Linked DNA regions of Lactuca sativa: region 1 is linked to region 2. A link is a contact called in public Hi-C data. All regions are on one chromosome and are shown on one strand. The core of a region is the stretch at or near the end of the contact, and the rest is flanking DNA. Distances in the headings are between cores, read along the strand shown. Region 1 holds the start of LOC111903529 (ethylene-responsive transcription factor-like protein At4g13040). Region 2 holds the start of LOC111903530.

Region 1 (3,638 bases), core at 617-3,116, 160 kb before region 2:
TTAACTTCAAAAATTAAGAATACACAAACCTGGAAGCTGAAATGGCTGCTGCTTATTAGATGAGCTCGATTCATTAACATTTAAGGATTCAGGTTCTTCACACTTTGTTTTCTCCTGCTAAAACATCAATCAAGTTATCAAGTATAAGATAACAAAGATACAACTTTATGCCATTTATGAAAACAAAGTTATATTTTATCATGTACCTCTGTAGATCGGTCAACCAAAGGTGTTGGATGCATGCTGACCTGTCTGCCATGTTGGACCCAACCACCACCAGGAGAATGTCCGTTTTCAAATGATGATATCAAATCTAGAGAAGGACTTCTCCCTGACATTCACCAAAGCAAATTATCAACAAATGCATGATTCAAAATTCTTTATGCATTCAAGATTCACAAATGAATCAATTAAGTAAGTGGTTTGTATATAGCTGAATGGGTTAAGACGTATGTTTATGCAACAAAGTTTCACCTTTTTCTCAATTTATGCAACAAAGTGTTTTTTTTTTTTTTTTTTTTTTTTTTTTTTTTTTTTTTTATGAAACAATGTTTCGCTTTTTGTAACAATTTATGCAACCGACACAAATTTTGGAGGTTATAGTTAAAATGTTCCACATTTTGGTCCTATAGTGAAATGTCTAAAAGGGTGAAACATTGTTGCATAAATAAGGATTTTCACCCTGTCTAAAATAACAAGTAAGCCTCACGATATCTACATTATAACAAAAAGTTGGTTAATTTGAAGAAGTACCATAAAGCTTGATCAATCTTTGTCGACGAATGCTCACCATAGCTTCCTATCACAATCTTAAACAAATCAAAGAAAGAAGTCCAAGTTATAAACAAAGAAAAAAAAAGTTAAATATGACAAAAACAAGAGCCACATTAGCACATAAAGTTTGAGGATCTTAACTACAAAAGCAGGACAACAAAGGGGTTTGAGGATCTTAACTATGAAAGCACTGAAGCATTTGATCGAACACCAAAAGGTCGATTTCAAATGTACAGGAAAGGACATGGGAGAAATATCGAGTCAGCCCCACTTCATGGGTGATGAATCACCGAAATAATTACAAGAACATGGGACAAAAGGTGACAAAACCTCGTAATCTTGCTCATAATTCGAACCCCAGATGGGGAAAATGTTTGAATTTCCAAAGTTGAACAGACCAACTTAAATCAAGAAAACCCAAAAACGTGGGAACCCCACAAGAAATTATAACCTCAAATAGAGCAAACATCCTGCCAAATAGAAAGAGAATCTCGATCGAGGGAAAAAAAATCAGGAAAAAAGCTTCATTTGTGTTCATAAAATAAGTCAACCCACCAACCTACCACCTTTTATGGACGAAGGCCCAACAAAAACGAAGTCTTAACCCCTACTTACCAATCAATCAAGAAAAAACCCACAAACCAAAACAGATTAATTAACTAAAAAACTTGAAGAAAAGAAACGATCATATCATCTACACAAATTAACGTTGATGAACGATTTGGAAGAAAGCCCCTAATTTTGGGTTTATAGGTAGAACAGAGTGGTGGGGGCGCAGCGAAGTACAGACATTGTAAACGAAGTTAGAGTCTTTGTGTTGTAGATACCTGCGACTGCGAAGGTGGTGAAAACAGCGCAAAAACCAAGAAAGGTCACGAAATCAACAGGGGTTTTGATCTGGATGATAGTGAAGAGGATTACAAAGGCAAGGTGGTGAGGTTGGAGAGAGAAAGTTGAGATATAGATATATCTATATATGTATATTATTATATAGAGAGAGAGAGAGAGAGAAAGAGTGAAGAGAGAGAGAAAGAGTTGGAGAGATAGAAAGAGGGGAATTGTAGTTGCTCATGCATCTACCACCTTTTGTTTTTATTTCACCTCTCATTATGTTTTGTTGTGTAGAAAGGGAGAGAGAGGTCAAGGGTGGTGGTTTGATTGTAATGTTTTTGTAGAGAGAGAAAGTGTGTTGAATGAGGGTAATTGTGTAATTTACTTAAACAAGTTTTGAGCTTTAAAGAAGGCTGTAAGTTGTAACACCCTTTGTGTTTGTGGGTCTTAGGTTTTCTTTGGTCAAATTTACCATATTATCCTTATGCTACTGCTCAACTTTTTGAATTTTCTTTGCCCATTTCTACACAATTCCCCTTGGGCTTAGAGTTATTTACAGAAAACCAACCAAAATGTGACTTTTTGTATCACATGTACATGTTTTGTAAACAAAATTTGTGTGGATGCCAATGGCATCATCTTTCTTATTCATATATATTTTTGTTTTCATGTGACGATGTCAATGGTGTAGGGTTTGAATAGCAGTTTATAATTTTTAATTTATTTAAGTTTACTTTTAAATTGCAATACGAACAAAATTTAATTTTCGCATGAGTAAAGAAAATCACAAGATTAAAATGATCATATTAGATTTTTCTATTGAAATCATTGTTGGAGCATTAATAATTAGGTCATGTTTAGCAAATACATAGATAAGCTAGTTTATTTATCAATTATTATAATTTAGTGTTTGATCAGATTATAAAATTGTTGATAAATTGACTTAAATACTAGTTTTTTATTAGATGATTGAGATAACTTATTGATATGCTAATTTTTCAGGTGATATGTTAAACATGATGTAATGTTTAATTTTGTTTGCAGTTAAGTAACATTTATCCAAACTTTAGATTTAAATATAAATGTAAATATATATTTTATAAATTAGTGTTTGATTTTGGTTTCAAGTTAATCATCATTATTATTAAAAAAGAAAATTAAGTTTGGAACAATGAGTAGTTTTTGTTTGTGTATATTATTATTATTATTATTATTATTATTATTATTATTATTATTATTTCAAGGGAAACTAAGTAATCTAATCACATTTTAATATGTATTTGAAGAAAATAACATTTTTTTTATAAAAAATAATCACTTGGTCCGGAATGGGCATTTCAAACCAAGAAAAAACATTTTTTTCTGACAAAAAAAATATATTTTAGACTGAATTCCGGACCAACATTCCATATTTCGAACTGAAATTTTGGATTTTGGAAAAAAAAAAGTTTGGAATTTCAAAAACAAGTCTGAAATTCTGATGAGTCAGTAATTCAGTCAAATAATGATTTCGTAAAGTAAATGAACACGAAGAGTATATAAATCTGTTTAAGCTCTTGATTGTCTGGATATAACAAAGGTATAGGTTACAATGTGAATACTAAAAAGCGTTATCTATAACCTCCACTACAATATTATATATAGCACCCTCAACAAACACAAAAAGTATAAAGAGACTTCGACATTCAAAGTGTTACAATAACCATTCTCTTTAAAATACATAGATATATCGAAGGTGTGTAACCTTCAATATAAACTACAAGACACTACATCGATATATAAACCATAAGAGTTCGACAACAAATATCTTCACAACAAAACTATCGTCTACATCCCCCCTTGCTTGTGAAGAGTATTCAAGTCTTTAAGCAGTTGGTAGTATCTTTACTGCATCCATCAGTATATTCCTGGTCTCTAAATACTGACATACCACCTTTCTTATCTTCTGCCTATCGCCATCAGAATTCTTCTTGCACTTTGCAATTCTAAGAAAAATATTCGTCAAATTTGATATAGAATACATTTCTTTCAGA
Region 2 (3,577 bases), core at 86-2,585:
GTTTATGTTGTGTTTGATTTGATTCTATTGTGTATGTTAATTGATTACAACCATGTTTGATTCCTGCCATAATTGATTTCGATCATGCATGATTCCAACCATACTTGATTCCGGTCATGCATGATTCCAATCATTATTGATTCCATTGTTTATTAAACATGTTTGATTATATTCTATATTCATTCCATTGTTTATTGATTCAATTAATTAATGATTCCATTCATTGTTTCATTCCATTCTATTCACTCATGATTACATTCGAAGCACTTATGACTCATACATAAACATAAACTTGTTAATTCATTTCACTTGAGAAAAGGAAACACCATGATTTCCATACATCTTCTGTCTATCCTAAAAGACACCAAAACACAATCAAAACACATAAAAGACACCAACACACTATTTTCCATCCATCTTCTGTCTATCCTACAAATCCTTCAACATCACCAACACAAAAACAAAAGAAACCATGAACACATAAAAAAAAGATTTCCATTTTCCACCTTGTTCTCCATTCTGTACTTTAATGGCCACTCCTTCCACGGGTTGATTTGCCACTGGTTGTTCCACAACGTCCTCAAAAAATTTCCCTTCAACTTGTTGTTGTCCATAGTCCCTGAAAATTGCATTGTTCTCCAAATTAACATTGTTGTGAAATTCTAGTAAGAGATTTGCATACCAGTGATTTGGTAGAGGAGGATCCACCCATTGGAAGAACTTGCAGTCTTTAAGTGCATCCTGGTAATTTGGGCAACCTATAAACCTTCTTCCTGGGTTAAAGGGAGTCCACGAAGTCCATTTTCCAACGGGATCACCGCAATATCACCTGCTTCTCAGTCGATTCATCACTCTTCGATTTGAACTTCTGCTTCTTACAGAAGATGAAGACGACATTGGAGGCTCCTCCTCCTGCTTCGATTTTCGCCTGGTCCGATTTTAGGGCACGAAAGGAACGAATGATGTATATATTTAAGTTTCGTTAAGTCCACCTAAACATGCCCAGTCCATGTAGACTTCTTTAACCGGGAAAATGAGGGTCACCGGATAATAAAGACTAAATTGTCCGGTTTATCCGGTTTATTGAGTTTTTTCATTCAAAAAAAAAAATTAGGACTTTTTTAAAACTTTTGCCAAAATATAGGGATTTTACTGTAATTATCCTAAAAAATTAAGATAATAAAATTGGATCCCTAATAAAGTACAACAATTTCTTATCTTTTGACGTGTGAAAGAAAAATAAAGAAAAACTGATAACAAAATGAAAAATAAAATGTGACCATACTGAGTCAGTACACAGAGGAGATATGGATATGGATATTTTCAATTTTATATTAATAAACTCGATCCTAAACGATGGGGCGGCTGACACAAAATTCGAACCGACCCGGATTTTTGTTTTCTATTAAGGGATCTCTTCTATTAATCGTTACAGTGAGTTTCTTTACGCTGCAAATTTTAGGGTTTTAAACCTAAGAAACTGAAAATAATTAGATAGCTTCTTGAAATTTTCCGATATTCATTGGCCGGGACGACAATGATTTACGACGTCAACTCGCCGCTGTTCCGATCCTTTCCGAGCCAGAAGGGAGGTTCGTCCGATAAAAGGTAACTTTTTACCCATTTCAACATTCGAACTTGATATTTGTGTCTCTCGTTTATGGTTTCTATTTCATAGTACATTGGTTGGTTTTCTATTTGAGGGTTCGGGAGTGTGTGATAGTTAATGATTTCATCGTTTTTTGGTGGGGATTCTGTTTTTCTTCTTCTTCTTTTTATTGATACTCAATTTGATAGATAAAGAGTCACACCCGCACTATGATGTTAAATGGATCTAAACATGTTTGTCTTTTTATTTGAAAATTGCTAAGCTTCTAAGAGAAAAAAAGCTTTCAAAAAGATTTAACTTTAGAACAAGTGCTGCAATTAGAGTAATCTTGTTAAATTGGAAAGAAATCCATATCAATTCTGCATTGGGAAGGTTCTACATTTGAACTAAAAATCTAACTGTAGTTCTCTTTTTCAAAAGATAAAGGGTTAGGAGGAAGTTTGGTTTTTATGTCATTCCACACTTAACCTTATATCTTAGCTTCTGTATTAGAGCAGTTCATTTAAGGCACTCACATATGCTATGTAGATGCTAGAAAGAAGATAGACACAAGAAGTTTTCAATTAATTTCAGGCTTTTTTGACTAAATTTGACAGAGTCCAATTAATCCTAAAAGAAAACATGTAATTAATTGTAAGAAAGTCGTGAACTTTAAATAAAAAATAGAGAAATTAAATATCCTCCTACTTTTTTTCCTATAAATCCTACTACCCATTCAATTAAATGATCAATTAAATGATGACATGTGTGATTTTAGTATATTAAAATAATATTAAATGCACATTAAATGTAACACATGTTATTTTTAAGATTTGTAGGAACAAAGAGTAGAGGATATTTAATTTCTCTAAAAAATAATAAGTTTTTAATAAATTGGAAAACAGTAATCACTTCTAGTTTCATGTTTGAATTCTAAAAATCGTATCATGTTAAAATTTATTAGTTTTGCGTTTACACACCGACACTGTTTTGAATGTTTCCACACTAAAATTCAATGAATTAAAAAAATAAAATAAGTCCTAAAAATCTAAAATGTTCAAACAATAATAAAAATATTCAAATTAAAATCAAACCCTACTCCCGCATGACCACGTGCTAATTAGCTGGACACATGTTGATCGTTGCTTAAACGGTACGAATTTGATGTGAAAATCGGCCTTGAATGGAATAACAAAATGATTTTATATGAAAGAATGAGATAATAGAAGAGAAGTTTAGAAGCTTTTTGAGGGTTGAATGACATAATTTTCATCCATCTATATATCTATTTATAGGGAAAAAGAGAGACGAAAAGAGCTGGAATTGGATTATGATTAAAAAAAATTGAAAAGAAATTTGTTTAATAAAATCTGAGTGCTCAGATAAAAAACTCAGAGATCTCCACTTTTTTTTTTGTTATAAAATCGGAGTGAGTAATTGGAATTGAGTTACTGTTTAATCGGGACTACAAAATCTCACGACCTTTCAACAGAATTCCCAACAATATGTTTTTTTTGACATGTTCAAATATATATTTTTTATTTTTTTAGAGCTTAACTTTATGTTCATATGCCAGAGTCTTGAATAATGCAGTTTTATTTTACTGATCCATTGTAAATTATGTTTCTTTTATGTTAAAAAGCGGATGTTTTATCCTAACAAAGCCTTTTCTTTATTTGTTGACGTCTTCAGAAAAACTGAGGAACAAAGGCCTTTCATGAATGAGTAACAAATCATGCGTATTCTTAAACATAAGTCATCATTTACATGTTTTGACTTTTTAAGAAAGTTAATTTAGTTCACCAATCATTCATTTGTTAGCCTCTTTTTTATGGTAATTCTTGTATGTGTAAAAGACATGAATGCCCTTCTCTTCAACACCATCAGAAATAGCCCGAAAGCTTATCGAGGTCTCTCTGGTCTTGACTCGTGTAGTAAATACAGCCTCTTTGATGTTAAAGATTTATTCTTGTTTGGGAATGCATATAT

The links. A called contact is a pair of places that touch in the nucleus more often than the background predicts.
Region 1: a Hi-C map of bud shows a contact between it and region 2, with 9 times the contacts expected there. The contact joins the promoter of LOC111903529 here to the promoter of LOC111903530 in region 2. A contact is called at or near these places in 4 of 4 Hi-C or Micro-C datasets (bud, leaf and seed).

Annotation. Positions count from the first base shown.
Region 1 is chr5:354,989,546-354,993,183 of Lsat_Salinas_v11, reverse strand. It overlaps LOC111903529 (ethylene-responsive transcription factor-like protein At4g13040), which reads right to left and starts at 1,866. Exons shown (of 7, transcript XM_023899304.3): 1 at 1,602-1,866; 2 at 754-799; 3 at 207-331; 4 at 30-117. The coding sequence starts at 793.
Region 2 is chr5:354,828,137-354,831,713 of Lsat_Salinas_v11, reverse strand. It overlaps LOC111903530, which reads left to right and starts at 1,335. Exons shown (of 2, transcript XR_008223814.1): 1 at 1,335-1,608.